6 separate regions of the Mus musculus genome follow, and all the other regions are linked to region 1. A link is a contact called in public HiChIP or PLAC-seq and promoter capture Hi-C data. All regions are on one chromosome and are shown on one strand. The core of a region is the stretch at or near the end of the contact, and the rest is flanking DNA. Distances in the headings are between cores, read along the strand shown.

Region 1 (3,677 bases), core at 179-2,678:
AAAGCCAAGGCTACACAGAAAATCCGTGTCTCAAACAACAACAACAAATTTTTTTTTTAAAAAAGTCCAACTACATTGTGAAGTTGAATGAAAAAGTTTACTGAATAATTATCACAAAAGAAGAAAAAGTTAAAAAAAAAATACTCTGAAAATTAAGTCATCTGAGCAAACCAAAGCAAAGTCAGACCAAAACCTTATGTATATAAAAACTAGCCACAAAGGTAGTAACTAAAATAGGATGAAGAAAAATTTAGGTGGCAAGGAGTCACTCCTATTTGAAGGCAAATACCATGCAAATCCTTGATTCCAAAACCGAGACACACTGTTTTACTACTAATTGACAGCTTTCTGCAAATATTCTGCAATTGTACAACACGGATAACTTTTTTTTTCTCTATTTCTTCGAAAATTAGTTCAGAAACTTCTGGAAGAGAGGTTTGGGGGTGCATATAATCTAAATGCGTCATCTGATTATCAAAGAACAAAAAACGTGCTATATTTTTTTTTAAAGTGCCAAGCATCTGCTGGTTAAAGCCCAGACGAAATGGCTTGTTGGTGGTGGCACTCCATACACAGTTTGCTGTTTCTCGGTTATTCTGAGCGCTCTGAGAACTGGAGAGTTGATGGACCAATCCCGAGTAAGAAATGGAAAGTACAGCGAAAGAGCGGACCGTTCCGCACCCCCGGAAGGAAAAAAAAAAAAAAAAGACTGAGGTGTGCAGAGATGGACGGACCCTCCAGGCAAACACAACGGAAAAGCAGCGTCCTCTGGGCTCCCAGTCACCTCAGACACGGCTCCCCGGCCGCCCCCCACTCTCCGGGACCAAGAACCCAAAGTGGAGTCGAGCTGCTTTTCAGGGCCACCTAGCCTCCCAGTCGGGGATTTCCCTCCCGTTACATAACTGGGCCTAGGGCCTGGTTTCTGCCATCCGTCGTCCGAAGGGAAACGGTCGTTTTCCCCTCAGCTTGCTCTCGGGGACAAGGGAGCGGGCCTGGGCCCCCTGCGAGCCCGCGAGAAACCTGGGCGCCGTCGAGAGAGCCCCGGCGCCGGGTGGCGCGGGGGTAGGGGCCTCGGAGAGGGGCGCGGAGGGCGCGTGGAACCCAGAGCCCCGGGGTCCCAGGCGGCCTGGCCCGACTCCGCCAGGCGCCCCGCGTCCCTCGCGGCCCCCTCCCCACGGGCAGCCCCCTTCTCCAGCCGCCCCCTCCCCCGCGCCTCAGTCCAGGGCCCCAGCCCGCGGCCGACGGCCCTGAGCCCTAAGGCCCCGGCCCGGTACCTGGTCAGACATGGTGACGTGGATTCACCCGGGGGTCTCCGCACCACTGCGGCCTCCGGCAGGCAGAACCTCACTCTGAGGTTTACAAATCCGTCCCTTCTCTACAGCACAACACCGCGGCTGCAGGGACTTCCTCTACGTCTTGCGTCACTTCCGCTGCGCGCAGAGGCGAGTTAGCGAAGACGGGAAAAGGAAGCGGGAAAACGCCGTAAGGAAGGCCGGGGGCTAAAATCCTCCAGGTTGTAAACTACTTGCCTGGAGCAAGAGAACTGCTAGGACTTCGGAGGGAGGGAGAATCAGGCCCGCTGCCGCAGCCCTCAGGGAGACCAGCGCTTTGCCTGCAGGCCGAATGTCTGGGGTCAAACTGACTGCTTAGGCTCCTCCCGGTGGGACGACTTGCGCGCTTCTGAGGCCCGGACCAACCCTCACTGAATATAGTGAATTACCCGTATAGTATTTTTATAGGCCCCTCATGCTTGCTGTTGCCACATTCGTGACTCCGGGTGATAGAGGCAGAGGCTACCGGATCTCTGTGAGTTCGTGGCCATCTTCATCTACAAAGTGAGTTCCAGGACAGGACATAGAACCCTGTTGGGGGCGGGGGAGATGAGGGGGCACAAAAAGACGACCCTTCAGGACACATCTTTTGTTCTTGTGTTTTGAGGCAGGGTCTCACTAATAGCCTTGGCTATTATAGAACATTGCAATGTCAACCAGACTGGCCTCCAACTCGTAGAGATCCTCTTGCCTCTGCCTCCCAAGTGCCACCACACCCCCAGCTAGAACAAAGTCTTGGTGGCTACAGACAACTAAAATGCTACTGAAAGTTTTGAAGTTGTAGGCAGGAGCGCCTTCCAACGCATAAACTAGTTGCCTTGTGTCATAGAAAGACCTAAACTGCTTCCTTTGAATACAGTGACCTTGCACAAGCATTCAAGGAGGATTAAGGTTATAATAAGTAAAGGGGGAAAAATGAAAACTTAAATCAAAAACCCTTCACAGAACAAGACATTAGTAAAATAATCTTTTCTGTAAATAGTAATGAGCCAACTATAAATGACCCAGTAGTCAAAGAGCACTGGCTACTCTTCCAGAGGACTCAAGTCTGAGTCCCAGCACCCATGCATGCATTCAAAACTGCCTGTAACTCTAGTCCCAAGAATCAGATACTTTTTTCAGCACCAAGCCAAAGCCTGAATGCGGTTCATAAACACATTCAGACAAAAACACCCATACAAAATTAAAAATTAGTAGGTACAATATAATTACTAATGAAAATACTGAACATTCACATGCGAAAGGAGAAAGAATTTAAATCCCTATTTCACTGCATATACAAAATTAAAATGTTTCAACGGTGTTTATGTAAGACTGTTTTAGGGTTTTTTTTTTAAGATTTATTTATTTATTTTATGTATATGAGTACACTGTAGATGTTGCAGATGGTTGCAAGCCTTCATGTGGTTGTTGGGAATTGAATTTAGGATCTCTGCTTGCTCCAGTCAGCTCCGCTCACTCCAGTCAACCCTGCTCTCTCAGTCCCTGCTCACTCTGACTCAAAGACTTATTTATTATTATTTGTAAGTACACTGTAGCTGTCTTCAAATGCTCCAGAATAGGGTATTAGATCTCATTACAGATGGTTGTGAGCTGCCATGTGGTTGCTGGGATTTGAACTCAGGACCTTCGGAAGAGCAGTCAGTGCTCTTACCCACTGAGCCATCTCACCAGCCCTGTTTTAGGTTTTTTTATTGCTGGAAAGAAACACGATGTGCCTTTGCACATTGAGGAGGAAAGAGATTATTTGGCTTACAGGACAGGAACTCAAGCATGTGGGAACCTGGAGGCAGGAGCTGGTGCAGAGGCCATGGAGGGTGCTGCTTACTGGTTTACTCCTCAGCCAGCTTTCTTTTGGAACCCAGGACTACCAGCCTTGTATGGTATCACTCACAATGGGCTGAGCCTCACCCATTGATCACTAATTGAGAAAAAAAGCTGGATCTCATCAAGATATTTCCTCAATTATGACTCCTTCCTCTCTGATGACTCGAGATTGTGTCGAATTGACACACAAAACCAGCCAGCACAATGTATGTAAGTATGATTAGAATATATATGTAATATTCATATATACACATGTATCACACATAATTATAATATATACATATGATATGTACATATGTAATATATACATACACACACACATATTTAATGTTTTTCAAGACAGGGTTTCTCTATATAATAGCCCTGATTGTCCTGGAACTCACTTTGTAGACTAGGCTGGCCTTGAACTCACAGAGATCCACCTGCCTCTGCTTTTTAAGTGCTGGAATTAAAGGGGTGCAACACTATACCTGGCCAGAAAATAATATATTTCAAAAGAAAGATTATTCTTTGAGTATG
Region 2 (3,394 bases), core at 403-2,902, 720 kb before region 1:
AGAACGGCAGTGCAGATGTAAGAATGACCTTGTCAGTAGGCAGCTCATCTGGTGTGTGACCAGCAAACTACTACCCACATCCATATTCGGTCTGTCACCTGTTTCTGCACAGTGTGTGAGCTAAGAATAGCTTTTACTTTTAAATGACTGGAAGAAAAAAAAACCCTATACGATGTAAAAACAAGACAATTTAGTTTTCAGTGTGTATTTTTAGAATACTGTTCATTGATTGCATTCATAATTCTTGACAGCTTAGAAACTGTAGTAATTGTGCCATTGACTGTACATACATAGTTAGCAAGATATTAGGCTATCACACACACACACACAAATTTGATACTTGACAAAAAAAGCTTCCTAACCCTTGATCAATATTAAAATAATTCAGTCATCAAAATACTATTATGTAAGACTAAGTGTTCCAAGATCAATTTCTGAAAGCTAGGTTTCCTTTCTTTAAATCAATCAATCTATCTATCTATCTATCTATCTACCTATCTATCTATTCATTTATTTGGTTTTTTTTTTCAAGACAGGGTTTCTCTGTGTAGCCCTGGCTACTGGAACTCCTGGAACTCACTCTATAGACCAGACTGGCCTCGAACTCAGATATCCGCCTGTCTCTGCCTCCCGTACACTACCACTGCCTGGCCCCTAGGTTTCCTTTTACATTTATATACTTGTAATTAGACTAAAGGAACAGACTTCTACTCTCTACATCCATTAAATGTATTTAAAAGTTACTTTCAATTTCTAGGAAGAACTTTTTGAGAGTGTAAGTTACAAGCTTGCCTGTGAAGGAAGGGCACTGGGTAGTGAGGAGGAAGGGAAATGAGAAATGAAGGATCTCTAACTGGTCCAGGATCCTTTAACAGAGCTATGTTTTTTCTTCTTCAAATCATGACTTGATCAAGACCACTGTGAAAACTCTAACTGTAACTGAAGCCGGCTGCTGTCACTCTGTAACATGCCAGTTGCTTTATTCTTACACTCATGCTGTCATTATGCCCCCTTCCCCCCAATTCTACTGAAGATGTTATTTGCAGTGTTCCTGGCTTACTCTGAACTCACTACACTGTGGGTAAGGATGACCCTGAGCTTTTCATCATCCTGATTCCATGTCCTGGAATTACAGGTATGAGCTACCACACTTTTCATTTCTTTCTTTATTCCTTTTTGCACACCCCCCTACACACACACACAAAGGCATGTATGAGTGTTCTGTCTGCGTGCATGTCTGTGCACTATGTGCATGCCTGGTCTCTGACAAAGTCAAAGAGGGCATCAGATCCCTTGAAACTGAAGTTCCTGACAGCTGTGAACCTCCATGCTGGGGATTGTAGCCAGGTACTTTGAAGAGCAGCCAATGCCCTTAACCTCTGAGCCATTTTGCTTTTTTTTATATTTCTACATATCACTTAAGAATACAAAAGTTTATATACAGGTTTTCATTATGGGTTGCAGACCTGTGTTGTAGAGATTACTGTTTAACTCTGGAGTTTGTGGGTGATTTGTTCTCAACACTTGTATAAAAGAGTAGAGTAAACTGGAGTGAACACAGAACTAAGCCCATGGTGAGAGTCATGCAGAAAGAATGCAGCCCTCCAGGGCGATCCGGGAGCCTGCACGTGGCACACCAGGTCAGGGGTGATTTAGCAATGCAGCGTTTTCCTGGGAACGCAGCAGAACACGCCCCGATTAACTTCTTAGCAAGGGCAGTTCAGAGTGACAGAATGACTGCAGTACTGTTTATGTACCTTGATGTTAGAGCTGGAATTTTACTCTGATTTACTGTGATTCTGACCTGTGCTCATTATTTAGTATTTCTGAATCTTATTTTAATTATTTTGCCAAGATGGGGGTATTTACAAATAAGTGGGATCAGATATTGAGACTAAATACAAAATAAAAATCCCTAGTTGGGCAACTGAGACACTCAAATGCTCACTGTCTCTAGCTTTTCTCTATCCCTTAAACCTGAGGAAAAGTGTCTCTCTCTGAAGGTCCTGCATGTCTGCAAACAGAACTGGTACATCTGAAGATCAGCTGAGTAATCTTCCATCTGAAAGAGGCAAGGACCAAAAGGACCCAACAAATGACCTAAGGCTGGCCACTGGGATTATCACTAGAGTTCACGCCCCATGGACTTGCAGGAAGCTTGTTAGTAAAGGCAAATCTCACAAGTCCACAGCATGCCAGCGAACTGCCTAAGTGTTCCCTGATGCTCTAACTTAATGCTTACCCACCATCAACATGTGACCTTCCAGTTGTGGAGGTCAGAGGCAGGAACCAGCTCCACTGCTTGGTACCAAGGTGTCACCGAGGCCGTGCTCCAGTGAAAAGCTTAGTCCCTTGCTTTCTAGCTGCTGCAGCTGCTTCTCTTGGCTCTGGGCCTCTTCTACTATCCTGAAGGCCAGCAGCATGGCACCCGGGAGCCTCCTCCTCTGCTTCTATTGTCACACTACTGGCTGTTTTTCCTTATAAGGAACCTATAATCAATGTTTAAGCTCAACTGGATAACCCAAGATAAACTTCTCAAGATAGAGACTGCAAAGTCCCTCTGCCTCAGGTAACATTCACAGGTTCCAAGAACTTAGATCTTGATGGCTGTGACTCAGGTGGCCACACTGGCTCAGAATACAAATCTCAGAGCCAATACTTACTGGTTGTATGACCTGCCCTCTCTTCCCTCATGCATCCCCAAGGGGTAGAACTCAGATGACAGGCTTGGGGAGGGGAGCACGTGTTCTTTCCAGCTAAGCCATCTCACAGCCCTGGAATTCTGCACAAACTACTTTACCGTGTTTCTTCATCTGTGAAATGGGCTTAATAACAGGATCGACTTCCCTGGCTTTGCGATGAGGATTAAGGGAGTTATGAGAGCAGCAGCCTCAGAGGGTCCCTGGGGCAGTCACACAGCAGCTGCAGTTGGTATGCTATTACTGTTTCCACCACCACCAATGGAACAACAGAAAGGCTTAGCATCCATGGCTCAATGGCATCTCTCTCAACATAAGAAGTCATGCTTCCTAGCTGTCCTCTGACAGTGAATCGGTCTGGGGACAGCCATTTTCTTCCTTTCATTTCTGGGGAACAGGAAACACAGTCCAGAGTCCCAACTCTCAGAACTGAACTCTGGGACACACCGACAGCACCTCCTTTAGCTGCACAGTTCTGTGTTCTCCCTGTGGCACTGTCTTTGTATGGTGGCTCTTTATTTAATCTTTTTAGAAACAACTGCGTTTTTCCTACAAGCTACCAAGTCAAGCATGACACATTTAACAAGAAACAGACCTCTGTAAACCACGCACATTTAGGAGAAAATCAAGTAAAACAACCAACTAAATTGTTTAAAGAAGGACGGGACTCAAAATGAACCACCAAAACATGTCAC
Region 3 (3,386 bases), core at 221-2,720, 910 kb before region 1:
TAGTAAAGTGGCTTGAGTATGTTCTCTGAGGTCAATGACTTCATTAGCTCCAGGTAGTTGACTAAATTCTCAGTACCAGGCTTGATACTGGCACTTCTGTTTAATGGGCCTTAAGTCCAATTAGAGAGCTGTTGGTTACCACCAAGAAATGAGTGCCACCACTGCACCTTTAGGAGTACCTTCCAGAGTTAGCTGGTTGTTATTGTGGTTCATGCAGCAGACAGAGACCATCCTAGAAAACCATAGCTGGCCCAAATACAGAGAATAGCAGATAGTGGGGTGCCCAACCCCAATGGACAAATCTACAACACAACTCCTGCACCTAAGACTGGGGGAACATCACTGAAAGAAGAGCAGAAACATTATAAAAGCCGGGGACTTGCAGCTGTGCTATGAGATTATGTTTCCTAGAAATGACAGGGAAGCTACACCATGATACTTGTAACGGCCATTCCTGGTTGTCAACTTGACTATATCTGGAATGAACTACAATCCAAAACTGGAGGGCACCTGTGATCAAGATCTTTAGACTAGAAGACACAAGTTTCTGACCTGGATCTTGGCATGGAGATCTTGAGGCACAGTGGCCATGAAAAGTTTAGGCCCAGGCAAGGTAATACACACCCTTAATCCCAGAAGACTGAGGCAAGGAGAACTCTGAGTTCAAGGTCAACCTGGGACAAAGCAAGAACCAGATCAGTCGTGATGGTTCACACCTTTAATCTGGGCCACACCTTCTGCTGGAGACCTACATAAGGACCTTGAAAGAAAGATTTGCTCTTCTTCACCATTTGCATTAACTTGCCAGCAAGTTAATCTCTGTGCTGGAATCTACTTCTACAGAACACCAGCTGAAACAACTAGCCTCTGAGTAACTACTAGATTCTTGGACTTCCCATCCACAGCTGCCCATTGTTGGGTTAGTTGGACTGCAGGCTGGAAATCATCACAACAAATTCCCTTAATATATACTTTTTTGTCCTTTTTGCTTGTTTGTTTTTCAAGACAGGGTTTCTCCTGTGTAGCCCTGGCTATCCTGGCACTCACTCTGTAGACCAGGTTGCCACTCTCTCTTTCTCTCCTCTCTACCCAACACACACACACACACACACACACACACACACACACACACACACACACACACGTACATATTTCTCTCCACTTGTGTTACTCTGAGCACTAGCAGCTGTTTTAAATATTTCTCATATGTCAATTCAGTTGATTTTCATAACCCTTGTGTGCAGAAAGTATCAACACAAATGGTATTTTTCAAACAATAAAATTAATAAATGACAAAGCACTGAATCAGGCAATAAGAAACAATTGCCTGACTGGGTGTGATTGAGCCAGGTGTGACTCAGACTTGGGGACTGAGTGCCCCAGGAAGCTGAGGTGGAGGAGGGCATTCCCCACTGTAGTGTCAGTGACTTCCACAAAGGTTTGGAGGAAGGAGAATCATGTGCCCTGAGCAGTTGGCTTCTAGTCCACATTGTGTCTGGATTGGTCAGAAGCCTGGCTAAAACCAAGCTTCCTGGTCTGCCCTGGTGGCAGCAGGAAGAGGCTACCCCCTAGCGGCTGGAGGGGAAGGAGTTAATGTCTATAGAGCACTTGCTTTGTGTGCAAATGTCATGTGCACTGGCTTGCTTCCTGTGGATTACTTCACAAAGGAAGGTGCCAGAGTTCTTAGTGGGAGGCAGATCCATCTGAGACTAAAGGCCAAGCTCATTCCAGGATAGAAAGGCAGGGAGACTCCTTGGGGACAAAAGAAGGGAGGGGATCCCCTTACCTTGTGTAACTGTAAGCCACCCGTGGCTTACATGAACCAGGTACTCCTGAAAGGCAGGCTGGGGCTGAAAGAAACTAGATGGCGAGAAAAGAATGAGGCCAAGACAAATTTTTCTCTGATCAAGGCCCCAAAGTTTACTAAGAGTCTGTGCTTATAAAGAGGGGAGGCCCATCCCCTGCCAATCCATTCTTGGTGCCTGGAGCCAGCCAGTAGGCGATGTGCATAATAGGATGTGTCTCCGGAATGTCTCAAGGGTCTCTCAGCAGGTAGTAGAGTCTCAGAGAAGAGCAGCAGTAGTTGACATAACAATATAGCCATCTAAATTGGAAGGCTACACCCCAGATGATCTCATATTCAGTGGCAGTAAAGTCTGAATCAGCCTGCTTCAAGGCTGAGGGAAGCTACAATTCCTCCCTAAATATATACTAAAAATTATCTGGACTGGGCATAAAAATTGTTTATGCTTAGTCCTGCCTGGGAGTTATGGTGGCTGGCGGCCACGCCTGGCTTGGGAAATCTCAGATTTTCCCGAACAATTTTTATCCTTCAAGAAGAATATATGCAGCTTGTTTGTGTTTATTTTGCACAAACATGGCTCTGTGGTGTATTACTAATAAACCACAGCCTCTTGGCATGTACCTCTGTCTTAGATTGATATAGTTCCGAAATCTGGTTGCCCATCATTGACTGACCAGCTCTTATAGCACACCTTATTCCCAAATCAGACCACAGCCACAATATATACTCAATATGCTTCTTCATATCGATGAATTTCTGCCACCTGCGCTTGCTGGAGGCGGAGCTGCATGCTTGCTGAAAACAGGCTGTAAGGCATTGAAGGATCTGCTTGAAAAAACAAAGTTGAGACAGTTGAAAAACAACAGGATAAAAGCTTCTTTGTGGACGTCCAGGTACTCTATTCAGTTGCAAATTAGCAATGATCAAGCTCAAACTCTGGCCTCCAGGTGTGGGGCAGGTGGCTTTGAGAATTAACAGGAAGGCTGAAAATTCTCTGGAAGTGGAGGCTGTACTCCAAATTAACTCTTTCAGCTAAAAAAAAGATTTTTTAGCCATCATCGAGGTTAGAGTAGTACTTACTGGAAGATTCAGAGTCTGTGTCCACTTGATGAACCAATCTTTCAGGCAGACATCACCATCCGTCTTCTTTTTGTGCAAAAACACAGACCGAACCTCTTCCCCAGATTAAAACGGGGTCTGGACCATTCCACACATTAGTTAATGGGTCCCACCATTTCACCATGGCATAAGAACTGGAAGTAACTGGATGCCAGTGGCGATCCACTGCAGACTTTTAACATCAGTTTGCAAAAAATTTAAAACAAACAAGACAAAAGCAAGGTGTGCTTTTGGTGACCTTGGGGGGGTATAACTGCCCCTGTTTTGTTTTGTTTTGTTGTTTTTTGTTTTTTAAAGATTTATTTATTTATTTATTATCTGTAAGTACACTGTCACTGTCTTCAGACACTCCAGAAGAGGGAGTCAGATCTCATTAGGGATGGTTGTGAGCCACCATGTGGTTGCTGGGATTTGAACTCCGGACCTTCAGAAGAGCAGTCGGGTGCTCTTACACACTGAGCCA
Region 4 (3,479 bases), core at 926-3,425, 700 kb before region 1:
CCTCAGGACACACATAGTAGGAAGAGAAAACCCAATCCTACAAGTGGTCTTCTGATTTCCACATGCATTCATGCAGGCGTGCTCCCAGGCACACACACACAGCAACAAACAAACAAACAAACGTAATTTTAAAAACGATACAGTCATGGAAGCACACAACTTTAATCTCAGCACGCAAGAAACAGAGGCAGGCAGATTTCTGTGAGCTCCAGGTCAGCCTGAGCTACATAGTGAAATTGTCTCAAAAAAGTAAAACAAACAAACAAAAAAAAAACCAACAAATCCAAAACAAAAAAAGGAATCATACAGATGATATAAATGAGCTGTAGACAAGAAGAAAATGAGCAAGAACTACAGTGCTACCATCCCCCATCCCTCATGTTGGCTCTAATATAGTCTGGGCAGTGAAGTAAAAACATTAAAAGGCCAATTTCCATAGTCTTTATGACTATGAATGTTAAACATTCATAGGGAAGAATAACAATGCTTTGTGACTATGGATGTTAAGCATCTGCAGTGAAGAATAATAACCATAGAACCATAAAACCCGAGAACTGGAAAGCACCTTTGTGATATAAGTCCAATCCTATCATTTTTTTTTTTAAGACATAAAGGCATCCAGGTGGATTTGGAATGAGCTCTTAGTGTGTTAATGAGCAGTTCTATGAGGGATGAGACTAGCAGACAAGAGTGTACAATTTGTTCAGAGGGCTAAAGTGGGAGTTACGGATGCATTCATAGTCAAGGAATGATGGAGCGAGTACTAGCAAACTATGAAAATTCTTCTTAACCATTCTTTTAACCTGGTTCATAACTTTGAGGCAAAGCAGGTATGGGTGTAAATCTCGACTTGATACAGAAAGTCTCCAGTGCAACTAGTGAGCAATGTGCGTGGTTAGGTGAACCGTGTACATCATCACATCAGTAAAAATGGGTATGGGTAAGAGCACTGTCTTTCACATAGGTATGTATGTGCTGGTTAAACATCTGAGGCTTGCCAGATACTACCTAATTTTAAAAATAGAAAGCTGGAGAGTGGCCGAGATGATAAAGTGCCTTTAATTTTGCCCTTTCCCACCACCAAATGTCCTTCACAATTCGTTTTCAAGTGTCACCACCATTAATATGCTATTTGGAGCTCACTGTAGCTCAGACTTTTAACAGGACAGCAAAGATTTGAAAGGTCACAAACATTTTTACTAAGGTAGAGCAAGAACTCTGAGTCTAGCTCATTTTGTTCAGTGGTCCTTACATAAGCTAAGTGAATTTCCAGCGAAATATTACCATCTTTCCTGATGCAGAAAAAGATGCATAAGCAGGTAATTGACTTCACTGCCATAATTGTGATTTAAAAAAAAAAAAAAGTGTCTGGGACTCAGAAGTGCTGGCACTGGAAAACACAACTGCCAATATTCATTCTTTTTGCTTCAACCAAAAGTCTTTCTGTCTGTCTGTCTTCCTTATTTCTTTTAAAAAGACATGTGGCGTTTGGTTCCAAATCAATTACAAATAAAAGCCCAATAAAGAAAGAGCTCTTTCTAGTGTCCTTTCCTCCCATTTGCATCACAGATGGCCACCGAGAGCTTAAGGTTTAACGTCCAGACACTAAAGCCACTCATCCTAAAACGACAGAGCTCCAGATGGACTCTGTCTGGCAAAGGATGGGAAGCTGCCAATCTTCAGAGGTGCAGATAGGGTGAATCCCGGAGGCTACCGCCCAGTTCCCATCAGTTTGCACCCACACTTGGGAAACATCCCTTTCCCATCTCGGGGCGGAATCCTTCCGTGAGTGACCTCTGGGGACCAGAGGGACGCGGGACAGGAAGGCTTCTCTGCCTTTGAGAGAAGTTGACAAGGGCAAGTTCGAATCGCACGCGGGAGCTTACTCACGGGAATGGCCCGGCGTCCTCGCTCTTCCGCCCACACTCGCTCAGGAAGAAGCCCCTAATGCGCGGCAGCCTGAGAGCAGCATCTGAAGCAGCCGCCGCCGCCACCGAGCTAACCCCCCCGGGCGTGGCAGGAACTGGCAGGCGCTCTCACATCATCACCGGGCGACCTTGGAGCTGCAGTGACGCCGGTTCAATGGCAGCCCCCACCCAGCTAGGGAAGCTAAAAAGGAGACCCACTCTCCCAACAGGCTTTGCGGCCCTAGCGCAAAGCCTTCTGGGAACTGTAGTTTGCTTTCCGTCCCGCCTACAGCTCGAGGGCCCCGCCTCCTCACTCCAGAGCTAGAAGCTGGAGGCGCGGTGGGGCGGAGCGGCGGGCCCCGACCCCGCTGGGGTGGGGCGAATCCCGTCCCGGCCGGTTGCCCCGGGCTAGGGCAGAAGTCCAGGCCGACCGGCCTTCTCCAGGCCGTGCTGCACTTCTGTGCCTTGAGGCTCACCCTGGAAGCCGGCCTAGTGTTTTCGCCTCGCCCCTTCGCGAGGCAGGTCCCGGGGCTCGCGCGTGTCGCCTCCCCTCAGCGCCCGCTGTCTGGAGAGTCGCTGGCCTTGGTCACCGCCTAGGTAATGAGGGGAGGCAGGCCAGCACGGGATGGTGTGGGGACCCGGGGAGCGACAGGGAACGCAGGTCGGTAGGTGCACAGCGGAAGGCTACAAGGCCAGTCCTCGCCTCCGCTCCTTACCGGAGTTGACACGGCCGGCCGAGCAGCCGCTGGAGTCTGCGGGACGCCGGCTCCCGCTCTCTGTCTCTGTGCCAGCGCACGGGGGGGCCGGGGCTCCCGGGTGCCCAGCAGCGGTGCCAGGTGCAGGAACCCAGCTACCGCCGCCCCGCTCCCCCAGCTCTTACCTTTGGTAGCGCACACAGGCCTGGCGACTTCCCAAGCTGAAGACACTCTGGCCCCAGACCTGTCTGCTCAGAGACGTCGAAGGGACCTTTTTCCAAATTAAATGTCCAGGCTTCGTTTTGTCTTCAGTGTTTACATTTGATGTCTTGTTTTCCCCTCGTGGGTTTGTTATGTCAAATACCTTTCCTCCAAACTTGATCATGATTTGTGACAGCACCTGCATAGCACAGTGCTTGGCACTCCGTAAATATTTGTTGAAACCATGAGTCATGATACTAAGTTTGGAAAATTGGATTAAGCTGTGTGCTTCGCTATGATCTTTGTTAAGGTTTTATGAGATTTCAAGATCACCTTGAGAATTACTGTAATTTTGAAGCCTAACAAAGAGTATTGGTAGGTTTTTTGTTTTTGTCGGCATTTCCTGTAACAGTAGACCATTGAATACCTCGATTAACGCAAAACCCAAGTCTTGTAAATACATAGCCCCTCTGGTGTCCATTTAAAGTGTTAACCTTTCAAATGAAAGGCCTGGGTATGACTTCTATATTATGCAACAAATTAGATTATTTATAAAGCTTTATTGTGGTTAGCTTTTTAGGTACAATTGCAAGGGACTACACTGAAGTACTCATCATTATGTTTAGGAATACAGGTTTCTTAAATATATATATATATATATATATATACATATACA
Region 5 (3,428 bases), core at 25-2,524, 930 kb before region 1:
GTTATGGGTTAGGAGGAACACGAGATGAACTTCGGGAGCACAACACTAGCTTTAAGTTGTGGAAGTTGGTGTGTCTTTGTGTGTCTTATCTGTGCATCCTGGATAATGTGGCTAAGGGTGGTCCTGGTCTGCAAGGGACATTTATAATGCAAGGCATTCTGGTTTCTAATATTGTCAGATGTTTCACTTCACCTGGATAGACCATGAAAGCCTTCCTTGGGGCTATTAAAAACATGGTGTCTGTGTTAACGTAGGGGTGTGGCTAGTGTTTGAACCACATGTGACTAAGATCTCCTCTCTGTTTGATCTACCTGTGAGCCTTCATTGTTTGGACCCGGTTGTTTGGCTCAGGTGTTGGATGTCTGGTGCAGACTGAACGAGGCAAGCCTAGATGCCTGGGATACGGCTGCATTTAATCACCTCTCCCTTCCTTCAGATGAGTGATCACTGTAGTTCACGACTTTCATGTCTCTCAACACTCCTTAGCATCAGTCAGAGAGATGCCTCACTTCAAATATTACCAAAGGGAGGTCTGTACAAAGACAATCTAAGAGAAGGGCGGATTAGCAAATATGAAATTGGATTTCCCAAGATTTCAGCTACAATCCCACTTTCTCATGTCCTATTTTGGTACATGAGAAATGTGTCTCTTCGCTATAGAGAAGAGTCCTTTCCATTTGTGATGGTTTGAATGAGAACGACCCCCATCGGCTCATATATTTATGTTCAGTCCTCTGTTGAAAAACCATTTGTGAAGGATTAGTAGGTGAAGCCTTGCTGGAGTACGTGTGACCTCGTTGGAGGAGGTGTGTAATTGAGGGGCAGGGCTTTGAGATTTCAAAAGCCCACACCAGGCCCAGTCTGCTGCCTGTGGATCAGGATATAAAGCTCTCAGCTATTGCTCCAGCACCATGCCTGTCTGCTTCCTGCCATGATGATAATGGACTAACCCTCTGAAACTGTAAGCAAACCTCCAATTAAATTCTTCTTTTATAAGAGTAGCCTTGGTCATGGCATCTCTTTACAGCAATAGTAACCCTAACCCTTAAGATGCCATTTTAGCTATTAGCATCAGTAGACAAATGAGGAAATAGCTCCTCACTGAGTCACTGACTGTTCTAAAGGACATTGTGGGATTGTTCTTTTACTTTTGATTGTAGTTGGCCTTGCTTCCTTCATCATCAGGAAATGTCTGAAGTACAGAGCTTTCTGTGTTGTACCCGTGTTTATGAGACTCATAAAGATCAAGTCACAACCTGCCATGAGTCATCAAGCCTCAGCTATTCATGACTAACACCCAGGGCCTGTGTTGGACGTCTGTTCCTGAGTTATGGGCAGCTGTATGTCTATGTGTGCATAGCTGTACTTCTCCCACTGTAGGAGAGCAGCAGAGTTGGGCCCTGGCAGTGATTGCCCGGATTTTAATCATGGCTTTGCTGTCTATCTTAGCTTGTGATGTGCGGGCTCAGTGTCTCTGCTAAAACGTGACTTCCTAACAGAACTTCCTTTATGTGATGGTTGGGAGAGTGAGATTATACTCATAAAGGACACAGGACAGTGTCTGGAATGAAATGTAAGCTAATGTCAGTGTAGTCCTTTCGAGGTTAACATCCTGGAGATGGAGTGTGTGACTAGAGGGGACCTGGCCCTACAGAGAAGGGCACGTCAGCTGCTCCTTCTCTCTGAGAGTCAGGGGTCTCTTGACTCATGCGCCTTTGAGAATAAAACAAGCTGCTGGCTTAGAGTCACTTATGGACTCTCCCAGCTCAGGTGGCTAATCTGCAGATAAGAGACGAGACGGTATGGGTTTGTTCAAATCGCTTTGTTTTGCTTTGGCGGCTGAGAGGTCCCAGTCCCTCTGTGAAGACAGACAGACAGACAGACAGACAGACAGACAGACAGAGAGAACACTTGCAAGTTTTTTAGAGGAAGTATTTTCTCCTCTGCTGCCGCTTCTGATATCTTTGTTATCTTTAACTGACTAAGACACACATTTGGTAGCAGACTTTGCAGTTTCCACTGTAGTGTCATGTGAAGAGACTTCCTCTTCTTACACTGACAGGCTAGGGGTTGCTCCATGCCTCCTTATGTGTTTTTTTTTTTTTTCTCCTTCTAACGGAACAAGTGGAACCTTGAATACACATTATTTTCTTGTAGTCACATTTATATAATAAGAACATTTGTGCACGGGGAAGTAGGGCGCTCATTAGGATTGGTCTCTGCTCATGAAGAAAAGGGGCAAGTGACACCCACAATAGTAGAGGGAAGTTGTGTTCAGAGGAATGGTAGACAAACCATTCGGGCCCCTCCTGGTTCTCATGTGATCAGTGCCCTGAGAATGGCTTCTTCCTGGGAACAGGAGTGTGGGATGAGGTACTCTTTGTTTTCTGGACATGTCTATCCTCTGGACTCAAGCAGCTATTTGCTTAAAAGCTTAATATTATTTTTAAAAATAATTTATTTTCATTTTATGTGCATTGGTGTTTTGCCTGTGTGCTTGTGTATGTGAGGGAGTCAGCTCGTGGTAGTTGTGAGCTGACATGTGATTGCTGGGATTTGAACCTGGGTCCTCTGGAAGAGCAGTCAGTGCCCTCTACTGCTGAGCCATCTCTCCAGCCCCAAAGCTTAACATTATTAATGAAATTTCTCTTTAAGGCCCTCACTTCACCAGGCCTAAACCTAGGGTGTATTTAAGAAGTGTGGGTCTATGGGCCCTTGTTGGAGGCCCTTGTATTTTAGAGTTTAAAAAGGTAGTGTGCTACATGTACATGTTCAGGGTAGCCCCTTTGACAGGTATGTTAATACTTAGGTTGCAAACCAAATGGATATTTACATGATATGGGATAGGAGTCTTCCTCTCCTGAGAGTCTTTCCAAGAAAATGACTTGGCAGAAACGACCCTAAGGTTGTTGAATGTTTGAGGTCCTAGCGCTCTGGGTGAGGGGTCATGGGTCTGAGTCCTGGCTGTCTTGGGCATACCAGAAAACTGTTTTGGGTTATATAGCATTGGTATTATTTTCTCCTGATACAATATCATCTGGAAAGAATTACCAGTAATCAACTTTGCATAATAAAGATTTATTATTATTATCATCATTATTATTATTATTGAGACAGGGTTTCTCTATGTAGCTCTGGCTATCCGGAAATGAACTTACTCTGTAGAACAGGCTAGCCTTGAATTCAGAGAGATCTGTTTGCCTCTGCCTCCTGAGTGCTGGGATTTAAGGCGTGCACCACCACTGCCCAGCAATATAGATTCTTAAAAGATGGTTTGTAGCTTTCTTCGAGTGTGTGCTTGAAGCAGTGAGGCCTTAGCTGGCCTAGGTGACCAAATGCAGAGTTGGATATGTGCCAGATGGCCCTGCTCCCACCCAGCTGTTGCCCCAGCTATGCCTTTCCTCACCAACATCTGCCCTGTCAGCGGC
Region 6 (3,406 bases), core at 737-3,236, 960 kb before region 1:
TTTTATTTGTGTTTTTCTGTATTTAAAAGTGTATCTAGCCAAAGACTTTTTTTTGTCTTTATAAAGTCAAGTAAGGGTCTGGAGAGAATGCTTTTCGGCCTCTATGCTGACTGCTCGGAAGACCTTTGTCTTTGCTAAAAACCCGGCCCAGGATGCGAGCCAGGGCTCAGAGACGCTGCGCCTGCTGCCACGTCTGCTTTCGGTTTCTGGGCGTCTCCATTTTGCGGACCCTAAAGCACGCAGCGAAGTCTCTGAGACCTGAGCCTCTCAAGCGGCCACTTAGGGCCGGACAGGTACGTGACCTGCGCGGTGTAACTGGCGCGCTACTCGCGACGCTGCGCGAGCCTGGGACCCTAAGTCCCGGGCCGCTGTGCCGTGCGCGTTCTAGCCCGGCAAGGAGGTCGCTACGAGTCCGGCGCCGGCGCTGGCGCACAGGGGATGGCGGGCGGAGCCCGGGAGGGCGCGGAGGACTGTAGCTCCTTTACTGGCTTTGCTGGCTGGGTAAGAACCAGGGCTCAGGGCGACCACAGGTGGCAACAACTCCCAGTTCAAGGAGGCCTGGTGTGTTCAGGGGATGGGATCTTCAGGGAAGTGACCCTTAATGACCCTAAGGCACCCCGGAGCTGTAGTGACTGCATTGAGGACTGGAGGGAGCACCCATAAACCCCCAAGGGGGAGCATTCCTGTGTTCCTGTCGGAAAACTAAAGATTAACTTTGCTGGCCGAGCCACAATTAGTCAAGCACAAAACATCTAGAGAATTACTCATTTCCTGGAGTTGAACTGTCCAGTTTCCAGCTTTCCTTTCGAAAAGTTGGTTCTCTCTCTCTCTCTCTCTCTCTCTCTCTCTCTCTCTCTCTCTCTCCCTCCCTCTCTCTCTCTCTCTCTCTCTCTCTCTCTCTTTTGGTGGACAAGTTCGCTGGAAGTAAATTCAAGGAGTCTAATTAAATCCTCCGGGTTCAGGTAACCTTCGAAAAAAAATTTTTTAACAGTAAAAGGGGTGGGGCCAGAAGGGAGTGTCATATGTCAGGCCTTGACCAATAGGGATGATCTAAAATTTAAAACCTAAGAAGAGATTTTAGATAAAAGGTCGACCTCCTAGTTTACAAAAGGTTCTGAACAAAGCAGAAAGCTCAGCTCTCTGGTATCACAAACAAGCTTGGTTTGTAAGCAAATTATTTTTTTATTTTATTTTTTGGTATTCTGAGACAGGACTCTATTCTCTATACAGCCCTGGCTCTCCTTAAACTCACTGTGTAGCCCAGGCTGCCCTAGACTGTGCAGAGATCCACCTGTGTCTGCCTCCTGATTGGATTACTAGGATTAGAGAGTATGTCGCTATTAGTCACTGTTCCTGGGAGTCCACCAGAGATAACCACGTAGCCAAAGTTCATAGCCTATTGAAAGTCTTTATTCCAACCAGCTGGGATGACACTTAGGTACTGTGTGTATTCAGTGACCAATGTCCAGAGCACAGGGTTTCTGAAGGCAGAGACCTCACTTGGCAGCTGGAGCGGGGGGGGGGAGTGGGGGGGGGGTGGGGGGTGGGGGGCGGGGTGGGGCGCGGAGGTGGAGGCTTTGGGTAAGCAAGCGATTTGACCGCTAAAATCTTCTCTCAGCAGCCGACCCCACCCCCGCCCGCCCCCAAAGCTGGGCGTACACCACCACACTCAGCTTCAATGGATTTTTCCAGAAGTTTTATGTTGTACATTGTTTTTGATGACATTTAATTCTTTAGCAAGTCACCACTTGCTAACCTAGTTTCCCAAGCTGCGAGAAACCCGGGTGGGGGGTGGGTGGGTGGGAAGTGGGGTGTTTCCTTCCTTCAGAGAAGTAGCATGGGGGGCGGGATTTGGGGTATGTGCGGTCTTTGGGGTTTTCTTTCTTTTTTTTTTTTTTTTTTTTTTTTTTGAGCCTTGACTGGTCAGTTTCGCCCCTAGAGGCGGAAGTTGGCTTCCTCTCTGGCTTCCTGTAACTTTCCTCCGCCCTCTTGTTAGGATTGTGGAATTCAGCAATGGCCTCGATTCAGTTTTGGTGAAATGGCGGCCATTCTCATCTTCTCGGAGCCCTTCTCTTTGCTCACACTCGCGATTCTGCCCCCGCAAGAGTACTCTGGGGACGTCCTTATCGCTGGGAGAGAGCGGTCGCATCTCATTCCTGAACCTGTTGGGCTCGCTGGGCGCGTCACCTGGCTAGCAGCTTGGGCCAGCTCCGCAGGCTAACTTTCCTGGACGCCTACTGAAGAGTCTGCTCCTCTCTGTGTTCTTTCCAGTGTCTCGTTCGATCCAGTTTTCTGGTGGTCTCCAGCGAAGACAGGCGACAAAGCCGTTGTTGAGTGGGATGGGCCGGCGACCGCCCGGTGTGAGTAATCCCAGAACCCCTCCTATTCTTGCAGTTCCCAAAGGGACTTGGGAAGTTGGAGAGCTGACTCCTGATTAATGTAGGAAAGTGTTCGTTTCCTATCTTCCACTCTTGGTTCCTTCTGTGCTTTTTGGGGATCCACTCACAGCACCTCCAGACTTGTGGCACATTCAAATCCAAGTCTTTCTTGAAGAGAGCCAAAGACTTATTAAATTAAACTTGTTACTGGACTCAAATGCCTCCTTGTTAATTTAGTGTGTGACTCTGGATGGCGTGAAATTTCGAACAAGGTACTTGGGTGTTTTTTGTTTGTTTCTATAATCCCAGCGTAGAGGCTGCCTGGACAAAGCTCAAGGACAGCTTATCCTGGCAAGAAGCCTGCTGGCCAAGAGTGAGGCAGTGAGGGTTTGGCCCAGGGCCTTCCTATACTCAAAGCATTATTTCTCTTAAATCTCAGAAACAAGAAGCACTACCTGTGTTATGACGCCCTAGCTGACCTTCACCTCTGGGAAGACTTGACACCCCACCTGGGGCAGCTGTCTTGCTCCTTACTAAGGATTTTACTTCTTATTTTGCATTGCATTTTAATATCCAAAACCTTTCAGGCAAGTTATAATATAAATAAAATATACCTGCAAAGTAAATACAGACACTGCCCCCACCTCCCACGAGTCCATTCCCTAGCGACAGCCAGAGGTGGCTGGTTCTAGTCACATACATTGGTGTACTCAAATACAGTCTTTTGGTTGCCTTTAAAAAAATTGGGAATCTTCCCTTGGCCCCAGCCATCCAGCTCCTTTTCGTATTCTTTCTCCAAACAGTCTTTCAGAACAGATGTTTGTGGTGTTGTTTTTCTGTTTCCATCCTAGTTTCCCCTCCTTCCCCATCTTGTGCAGTGGCCACTTGGATTTGTTTCATTGGCTCTTTTTTTTTCTTTCTTTCTCCTCCCTCTTCAATTCTTAGCTTTGGGGAACAATTTCTTCCTTTGTGTCACTATTGAAAGAAAAAGACTGTGTGTGTGTGTGTGTCTGTCTGTCTGTGTGCCC

The links. Promoter capture Hi-C pulls out the DNA fragments that hold promoters and counts their contacts. HiChIP or PLAC-seq counts read pairs in DNA pulled down with a chosen protein or histone mark.
Region 2: a promoter capture Hi-C map of liver shows a contact between it and region 1, with 2.4 times the contacts expected there. The contact joins the enhancer-like site here to the promoter of Sumo1 in region 1. A contact is called at or near these places in 14 of 39 promoter capture datasets (the 3T3-L1 cell line, 3T3-L1-derived adipocytes, the C10 cell line and 9 more), 5 of 115 datasets of contacts at active chromatin or transcription factors (astrocytes, bone marrow-derived macrophages, double positive thymocytes and 2 more) and 3 of 9 other capture datasets (adipose tissue, liver and pancreatic islet).
Region 3: a contact with region 1 is called in a promoter capture Hi-C map of 3T3-L1-derived adipocytes, with 3 times the contacts expected there. The contact joins the enhancer-like site here to the promoter of Sumo1 in region 1. A contact is called at or near these places in 6 of 39 promoter capture datasets (3T3-L1-derived adipocytes, the C10 cell line, the HPC-7 cell line and 3 more) and 4 of 115 datasets of contacts at active chromatin or transcription factors (large pre-B cells, memory CD8 T cells, pro-B cells and 1 more).
Region 4: a contact with region 1 is called in a promoter capture Hi-C map of hippocampal neurons, with 6 times the contacts expected there. The contact joins the promoter of Stradb here to the promoter of Sumo1 in region 1. A contact is called at or near these places in 14 of 39 promoter capture datasets (the 3T3-L1 cell line, 3T3-L1-derived adipocytes, the C10 cell line and 11 more), 3 of 484 Hi-C or Micro-C datasets (B cells, embryonic stem cells and granulocyte-monocyte progenitors), 5 of 115 datasets of contacts at active chromatin or transcription factors (astrocytes, bone marrow-derived macrophages, double positive thymocytes and 2 more) and 2 of 9 other capture datasets (embryonic stem cells and macrophages).
Region 5: a contact with region 1 is called in a promoter capture Hi-C map of liver, with 3 times the contacts expected there. The contact joins the enhancer-like site here to the promoter of Sumo1 in region 1. A contact is called at or near these places in 7 of 39 promoter capture datasets (the 3T3-L1 cell line, the HPC-7 cell line, hematopoietic stem and progenitor cells and 3 more), 3 of 115 datasets of contacts at active chromatin or transcription factors (the SCID.adh cell line, large pre-B cells and microglia) and 1 of 9 other capture datasets (adipose tissue).
Region 6: an H3K27ac HiChIP or PLAC-seq map of thymic regulatory T cells shows a contact between it and region 1, with 8 times the contacts expected there. The contact joins the promoter of Cflar here to the promoter of Sumo1 in region 1. A contact is called at or near these places in 15 of 39 promoter capture datasets (the 3T3-L1 cell line, 3T3-L1-derived adipocytes, the C10 cell line and 11 more), 1 of 484 Hi-C or Micro-C datasets (muscle stem cells), 9 of 115 datasets of contacts at active chromatin or transcription factors (the 230-238 cell line, bone marrow-derived dendritic cells, bone marrow-derived macrophages and 6 more) and 2 of 9 other capture datasets (adipose tissue and macrophages).

Annotation. Positions count from the first base shown.
Region 1 is chr1:59,669,406-59,673,082 of GRCm38.p6, forward strand. It overlaps Sumo1 (small ubiquitin-like modifier 1), which reads right to left and starts at 1,429. Exons shown (of 5, transcript NM_009460.2): 1 at 1,275-1,429. The coding sequence starts at 1,286.
Region 2 is chr1:58,949,824-58,953,217 of GRCm38.p6, forward strand. All of the region lies in intron 1 of Trak2 (trafficking protein, kinesin binding 2), which reads right to left. Among named protein-coding and RNA genes, the nearest start is that of Trak2, 22 kb to the right of the region's middle. Within about 2 kb of position 1,653, at least 146 of the 459 cell types and tissues checked have an H3K27ac peak or open chromatin away from gene starts, as enhancers often do. A contact at or near this core is called in adipose tissue, astrocytes, liver and 1 more, where this site is marked.
Region 3 is chr1:58,760,076-58,763,461 of GRCm38.p6, forward strand. No RefSeq gene overlaps it. Among named protein-coding and RNA genes, the nearest start is that of Gm39646, 30 kb to the right of the region's middle. Within about 2 kb of position 1,471, at least 105 of the 459 cell types and tissues checked have an H3K27ac peak or open chromatin away from gene starts, as enhancers often do. A contact at or near this core is called in 3T3-L1-derived adipocytes and the HPC-7 cell line, where this site is marked.
Region 4 is chr1:58,971,347-58,974,825 of GRCm38.p6, forward strand. It overlaps Stradb (STE20-related kinase adaptor beta), which reads left to right and starts at 2,176. Exons shown (of 12, transcript NM_172656.6): 1 at 2,176-2,504. It overlaps Trak2 (trafficking protein, kinesin binding 2), which reads right to left and starts at 2,136. Exons shown (of 16, transcript NM_172406.3): 1 at 1,891-2,136.
Region 5 is chr1:58,741,442-58,744,869 of GRCm38.p6, forward strand. The region is part of intron 8 of Cflar (CASP8 and FADD-like apoptosis regulator); the gene reads left to right. Among named protein-coding and RNA genes, the nearest start is that of Cflar, 30 kb to the left of the region's middle. Within about 2 kb of position 1,275, at least 174 of the 459 cell types and tissues checked have an H3K27ac peak or open chromatin away from gene starts, as enhancers often do. A contact at or near this core is called in the HPC-7 cell line, adipose tissue, hematopoietic stem and progenitor cells and 3 more, where this site is marked.
Region 6 is chr1:58,711,300-58,714,705 of GRCm38.p6, forward strand. It overlaps Cflar (CASP8 and FADD-like apoptosis regulator), which reads left to right and starts at 1,987. Exons shown (of 10, transcript NM_207653.6): 1 at 1,987-2,360.